Linked DNA regions of Mus musculus: region 1 is linked to region 2. Evidence: chromatin contacts called from public Micro-C data. All regions are on one chromosome and are shown on one strand. Each heading gives the region's core, a stretch centred on a gene start, on an enhancer-like site or on the middle of the called end of the contact. The rest is flanking DNA. Distances are from core to core; before and after follow the strand shown.

The links. Hi-C and Micro-C count contacts between places; a contact is called where the count stands out from the background.
Region 1: a contact with region 2 is called in a Micro-C map of embryonic stem cells, with 3 times the contacts expected there. The contact joins the enhancer-like site here to the promoter of Lrfn1 in region 2. A contact is called at or near these places in 4 of 39 promoter capture datasets (3T3-L1-derived adipocytes, the C10 cell line, hematopoietic stem and progenitor cells and 1 more) and 3 of 484 Hi-C or Micro-C datasets (cortical neurons and embryonic stem cells).

What each region holds. Positions count from the first base shown.
Region 1 is chr7:28,968,248-28,971,385 of GRCm38.p6, reverse strand. It overlaps Eif3k (eukaryotic translation initiation factor 3, subunit K), which reads left to right. Exons shown (of 8, transcript NM_028659.3): 8 at 1-14. Among named protein-coding and RNA genes, the nearest start is that of Actn4, 7.5 kb to the right of the region's middle. Within about 2 kb of position 1,600, at least 50 of the 459 cell types and tissues checked have an H3K27ac peak or open chromatin away from gene starts, as enhancers often do. A contact at or near this core is called in embryonic stem cells, where this site is marked.
Region 2 is chr7:28,450,625-28,453,672 of GRCm38.p6, reverse strand. Lrfn1 (leucine rich repeat and fibronectin type III domain containing 1) reads right to left here and starts at 1,435. Exons shown (of 5, transcript NM_001141921.1): 1 at 1,337-1,435.

The DNA.
Region 1 (3,138 bases), core at 351-2,850, 520 kb before region 2:
TTTGTTCACTCCGCCCTATTGTCTCTTGCCTGTACCCTCAGAGAGCCAACTTGTGGCCCAAGCTGGGGCCCTTCCCTCTTCTCGGGCGTCCCCCATGCCACTTCCTCCTTTGTCCCACCCTGCTGCCTTTCCCTGCCCCTCCTTTTCTGACCTGTGAGTCAGTGCAGGATGGGGTAGGCTGAGGCCAGTGAATGGCCTTGGGAGGTGCCGCCCTGGGGCCCTGGGCTCCTCAGAGAGGAGAGCAGAGCATGTTCTTGTCTTTGACAAGTCACCTGCTTCTGGGAAGGAGAGCTTAGTGCTTCCTCGGCTGGCAGGGGTGACAGCCTGCACTTGGGAGGTGCAGGTAGGAAGATCGGGGATCAGAAGCCACCCTCAGCACCAGGCTCTGTCTTTAAAAGGGGGGGCTGAGCGGGCCTGGTGGCGCATGCCTTTAATCCCAGCACTCAGGAGGCAGAAGCAAGCGGATTTCTGGTCTACAAAGTGAGTTCCAGGACAGCCAGGGCTATACAGAGAAACCATGTCTCGAAAAAAAAGAGGGGGGGGTGGTTTGAGGGGGTCAGTCCATAAGCTTTCTGCTGCTCTAATAAAAAGATGTGGTGACACACTTGTAACCCCTTCCACTGGGGAGTCTGAGACAGGAGCTTCCCCGAGGTTAGCTGGCCAGCCTCTTTAACCACGCTGCTGAGCTCGGAGGCCAGCAGGGAACCCTGATTTAATTGGTGCTAAAGCTATATTCAGTGTGGTTCGGTTCTGAGCATCACAACACACATGTAACCGCAATCTTTGGGAGGTTGAGCCCCACGTGTACATATGTACACACACCACACTGGACGACTTGAAGTGCTTTGCTCTGTTCCTCTAACAGCCCTTAGCTGCTGCTTTTCAGTAATCCAAAACTCCTTGATTCACCAGAGAAACACAGATGAGGAAGCGGGAAGCATTCATCTTGGGCTCTGATGATCTGTCGCCCAGGTTGTTGGCTGGCCTTTCTGGAGGTTATAGTTGGAAAGGTTACCAGACTGTCTGCCTTGTCAGCTGTCCTCCCAGCCACCCAGTTCATGTCACACCCAAGATATTCCAGGTATTCTGGCCAAGAAACCTTGAACAGGTGATTTCAGTGTGCACAGGGTCAGGGGTGAGGTCAGTGGAGATAAGTGACCCAGTAAATGTGCAGCCACTCCCATCTCCCTTGGGGCCTGTTCTGTCATGCCAGGGAATGGACTGCTGGCATGTTCATCCCTCCCTGAAGTCAGCACTCACCCGTCATTCCTCCTGAGGATCCTGGCCCAGGGAACCAGGGTGGGGCACACACCCTTTGCTCCGGCCTTTAGACCTACCCTACCGGAGCCAGCACCCGGAACTAGACCTCATCTTAACCCTGGGGACAGCAAATAAATGACTGTTCCCGAAAGCTCTGAGGTGCTAGAGGAGGGAGGGCTGGTATGCTGCCCCACCCTCAGCCATCTTGTGTAGAAATCAAGGAGCCATCTCTGGGTGGGACCACAACTAGGCATCCGCAGCAGGTGCTTCTGTGTAGGATGCAACTTGAACAACTGGCCACGGCTGCTGCTCGGGAGGAGAAATGACCTCCTGCCCTTGGGCAGCCGGATCATCTCACTTTCAATCTGGCTCTGACTAAAGACTACTGACGTGTGGGCGGGCGTTGTTTAATGGCTGGAACCTCTGTGTGTGTGTGTGTGTGTGTGTGTGTGTGTGTGTGAGAGTGTGTGATATAAAACTCCAGAGTCTAACTTGGTGAGTGTCTCCTGGAGCTGCCACAGTCACCTGTGACAGTCCACTGTCCACCCCCAACTTGGGAGACAATCCTCTGTCCTTTCAGGAGACTCCTCTTACAGTGTTAACAAAGGACACAGGAGCCAGCCATAGTTTCCTGGCATTCTGGAGGCTGAGGCAGGAGGACTGCTTGGAATTCAAGATCAGCCTGGAATACAAAGGGAGACCCTGTGTGGTGGAACACTAACAGGCATAACAGCTAGTCTTTTAAGTCTAGAGTAGTGTGCTGGATGGCATGGCGGCACACTCCTTTAATCTCAGCACTGTGGAGGGAGAGCCATGTGTGTTCCAGGCCAGCCAAACTACATGGTAAGACCCTGTCTCAAAAGGTTAGGGTTGGAGAGATGGCTTCATGACTAAGAGCACTTGCTGTGCTTATAGATAACCTGGGTCCGGTTCCTAGAACCCACATGTTAGCTCACAATTCTCTGTAACTATGGTTCCAGGACACTCTGCTCCCTTCTGTTCTCTGAGGGGACCAGGCATACATATGGTGCTTGTATGTATATGTGCACAGACACAGACACACACTCCCGTATGTACACACGTTCTTAACAAAGAACCAGCAGTTGTGGTTACTTACAGGAGACCCTCAGAGTCAGACTACCCTTAACAGTCCCCTCATGGAAGTGAGAGGTGTATGAGCCCCTTCGTCCCCAAGTATATAGAAGGTCCTATCACTCCCATGACCAAGGGTGTTGGTCATGGAAGTGCTCAAGGGACCATTTCATGCAAACCTCACTATCCAAGCAGCTGCCTCTACTTCTGAGCTATTGGGCTGGAAATCCCAGTGCCCACCAGTAAATGGGCAGGGAGGGTGATGGCCACTTGATTCCATCACAAGAGTCCTGAGCTAAGCTGGGCATGCAACACACCCATGGAATCCTAGCTATTGAGAGATGGGTGATCAGGAGTTCAAGGCTATCCTCAGAGAAGTAGGGCGTTTGAGGCCAGAATGGCTTACTTGAGATCGCCTGCAAAAAAGCCATTTCCCTGGGGTCCTTCTGGTTTCAGTAAAGATCCCACATGTCTCTGTCGCTCAGAACCCAATTCTAGGGAGTCACCCTGATTGTCCCAACAAAGTTAAATTCATGATACTCTTTTTTTTTTTTTTTTTTTTTTTTTTTTGAGACAGGGTTTCTCTGTGTAGCTCTGGCTGTCCTGGAACTCACTTTGTAGACCAGGCTGGCCTCGAACTCAGAAATACGCCTGCCTCTGCCTCCCACGTGCTGGAATTAAAGGCATGCGCCACCACGCCCAGCTAATTCATGATACTCTTCCCCACCCCACTTTCCTGATCTCCCTCCTCCACAGTGCTGTAGATGACGCAGTCCTTCCTCACCT
Region 2 (3,048 bases), core at 186-2,685:
GCACACTCACAGATGTACAGCTACAGAAAAGCCCACATGCCCCTTAATAGACAACCAGACAGCTACGTCTATATAGCCTTTGCACACTTGTCAACACACAGTGGCTCACACATATAAGACTCACCTGCACAATGAAAGATACATAGGTGCACACTCTTACACACCTAAACACATTCGTGCAACTTCACATATTCCCACTGGGTAGTCATAGAGCAGATAAAGCACCAACAGACACACGCGTGCACAGTCAGTGCACGCCTCACACATGTACACAGAACCCCTGGCACGAACACACACTGACAAAGCAGGAAGCCATGAACAAGCACACTGGCACTTTGTAAGCACTCTAAGAGGCTCACCCATGGCAGATACACTCAGGCCACAGTCCCATGAGGAACCAACACACTTGTAAATGCACACAAAATACCAAAGCCCAGAGCAGTCAACAGAACAGCTAGCTTCACACTCAGTCACTGCTACCCATCCCTCATGGCCCTGGCTCTCCTGCCCCACCTACTTCCCAGGCCAAATACATTCTAACACCCCTTCCAGTCCCTGTTACACCCTTCTCCAAAAAGAATCGGGCACAAGCCAGGGCCAAAGGTCATATAGTTCAGCAGGTGGGATTCCATCAGGAAGGGGTTGAGTCCCAAAGCCGGGTTCCAACAAGATTCTGCCACCAGGAACCCCCAGAGTTTCCCCAGCCTTACCATCAAGATATAGGCAACTGGGGCGCTATCTGCAGATGCCCGGCAGGTGGGGGAGTTAGGGTGGGGTGGGGTGGGAAGGGCCAGGTCTTCAACCCCACCCTCCACTCTCCAACCCTCAGCCCCCACCCCAGGGCCCATCTGTCCATCCCTCGGCCTCTCATTCCTCCATCTGTCCACCTCCCGGCCTCCCATCCCCCCTCCCCAACCAACCACGGAGAAGAGGAGAAAGACATGGCCGTCTCCCCCAAGGATCACTGAGGACCCCCCCCCTCCAGTTGACATGTACCGAGGGATCAGCCAAGTCCCCCCCCCCCCATCTATTCGGAGACCTGGCCCCACTATGCGCTGAGCCTCAGCCCCCACCCCAGCAGGATACCTGACACAGACACACACACACACACACACACCCTTGGAGACATCCAAACCGCACACAACACACACACGGACACACACAGAGACATACACATACACACACACCCGAGCGAACACACCCGGCACCGCAGCCCCTCGCATGGACATCCAACCCAGCCGGACACAGACCCCCAACGCTGCCAGCCGCACGCGCGCAAAGGCCCGCTGGGCCCCCCCACCCCCCGCACACCTGGGCGCGCAGCCCCCGCACACACCTGCACACAGCCCCTCGGACGGGCGCGCCACAGCCCCCCAGATCCGGCGCCCCGGAGTGTGTGGGACACACGCGCGCACACACGCACACATGCACACATGCACACGCACGGCCGACCGCGGCCCCGCACACGCCCGGATGGCCACACCGGCGGGGCGCCCGGCACACACAGGGCCGCGGGCCGGCGCACGCCGGGCCCCGCCGCAGCGCCGCGGACACACGGGCACGCTCGTCCCCGCGCCCCCGCCCGCCGCCTCCAAAGAGCCCCCGGGGCCGCCGTGGGCCACGCTCACCCAGCCCGGGGGAGGGGGCCCGGGGCCCGGCCCCACCGCCGCCGCCGCCTCGCGCCGCGCCATGGTGGGGGGAGGGTCGGGGGAGGGGGCGCGGTGCCGCGGGGCCGCCTCCCGCCCGCCTCCCGCCTCCCGCCCGCCCTCCCGCGCGCCGCCGCGCTCCGCCCTCCGCGTCGCCGCCGCAAGGGGGGGAGGGGGCGCGGACCGGAGGTGGGGCGGCCACACGCACTCCCAGGTCGCCGCAGACCCCCTCTCCACTGCAGAGCGCCCTGGTCCAGCCCCCGCCCCGGCCCCACCCCTGTCCCCTAGACCACGCCCCAGCGGCTACTTGGACCCCCTACACACACCCCTGCTCTCTCCATCACATCCTTAGAGTGCGGGTCTTTGAAGCCCCAGACCATGTTGGAGAGCCACCTGGAACCAGGAACTGTTCTACTCTTTTTCGTGACTTCAGACAGGGGTGGAGGCACACCCTGTCAGGAACCCTAAACCATATACCTCTAATTCCAGAAGCACCCCCCAGGTCATATCACAACATCCCAGGGGATCCAGATACCAACCTACCTCCCAGTCATCCTAAATCATACCCAAGGCTCAGATAGATGGTCCACAGACCACACCCCGAAATCCAGGGAGGACTCAGACTATATGTCAGTGTCCATAAAGAGCCTACCATAGCTTGATTCACTGGTGAACCCTGAGGAGCCACGCCATGTTTCATAGCCATCCAGAGTAAAAACTGATCCAACCCCAGCAATGTCTTCCCTCCATCAAGGACTTTAAACTGTTCCCTGTCCACCAGTAGCAATTGTATGCCATGGCTAATGTCTGAGGAACGCCAACCATCTCTTCTCCCTATGGGAAACCCTTAAACTTTCCTCATTTCTCCAATGATACCTCAGGTCTTCCTTTAACACTCTTGGGAACCTTGGAACTTTCCCTCTGTCCCTTTCAGAGCACCCCTTCCTTGGTTTACCTCTGCCACCATTTGCTGTAGGTTTCTTCCCACCCCCACCTCACCCACCCCCACTCCACCCCTCACTCCCAGCAACCAGTCCTGCTGCCTTCAGCCCCCTGCAACCCCTTCCTCACTCTCACTCCTGTAGATCCCTGAATACCTTACTTATTCCTTGTTTGGACCTTCAGTGTTTAACTCCTACCCCAGAGCCTACCTCCTGCCCTTTTCTCAGAGTCCACTGGGTGTCTCAGGCCATGTTCCTTCACTTTCTGACATACACATGAACTCCCAAACTCAGCAAGGCCTCCCCTCAAAATATATAGAGTTTTTCAGAGTTTTTAATAGTCAAATGCAAAGATCTGGTTCAGTTCAGCTCCTTCACTGCCAAACCTGGGGACAGGGACTGTTTCAGCTTCTCTGCCTTCTCCTTGTCTGTGGCCACCAGGGTGTAAAGGCTACAGTGAA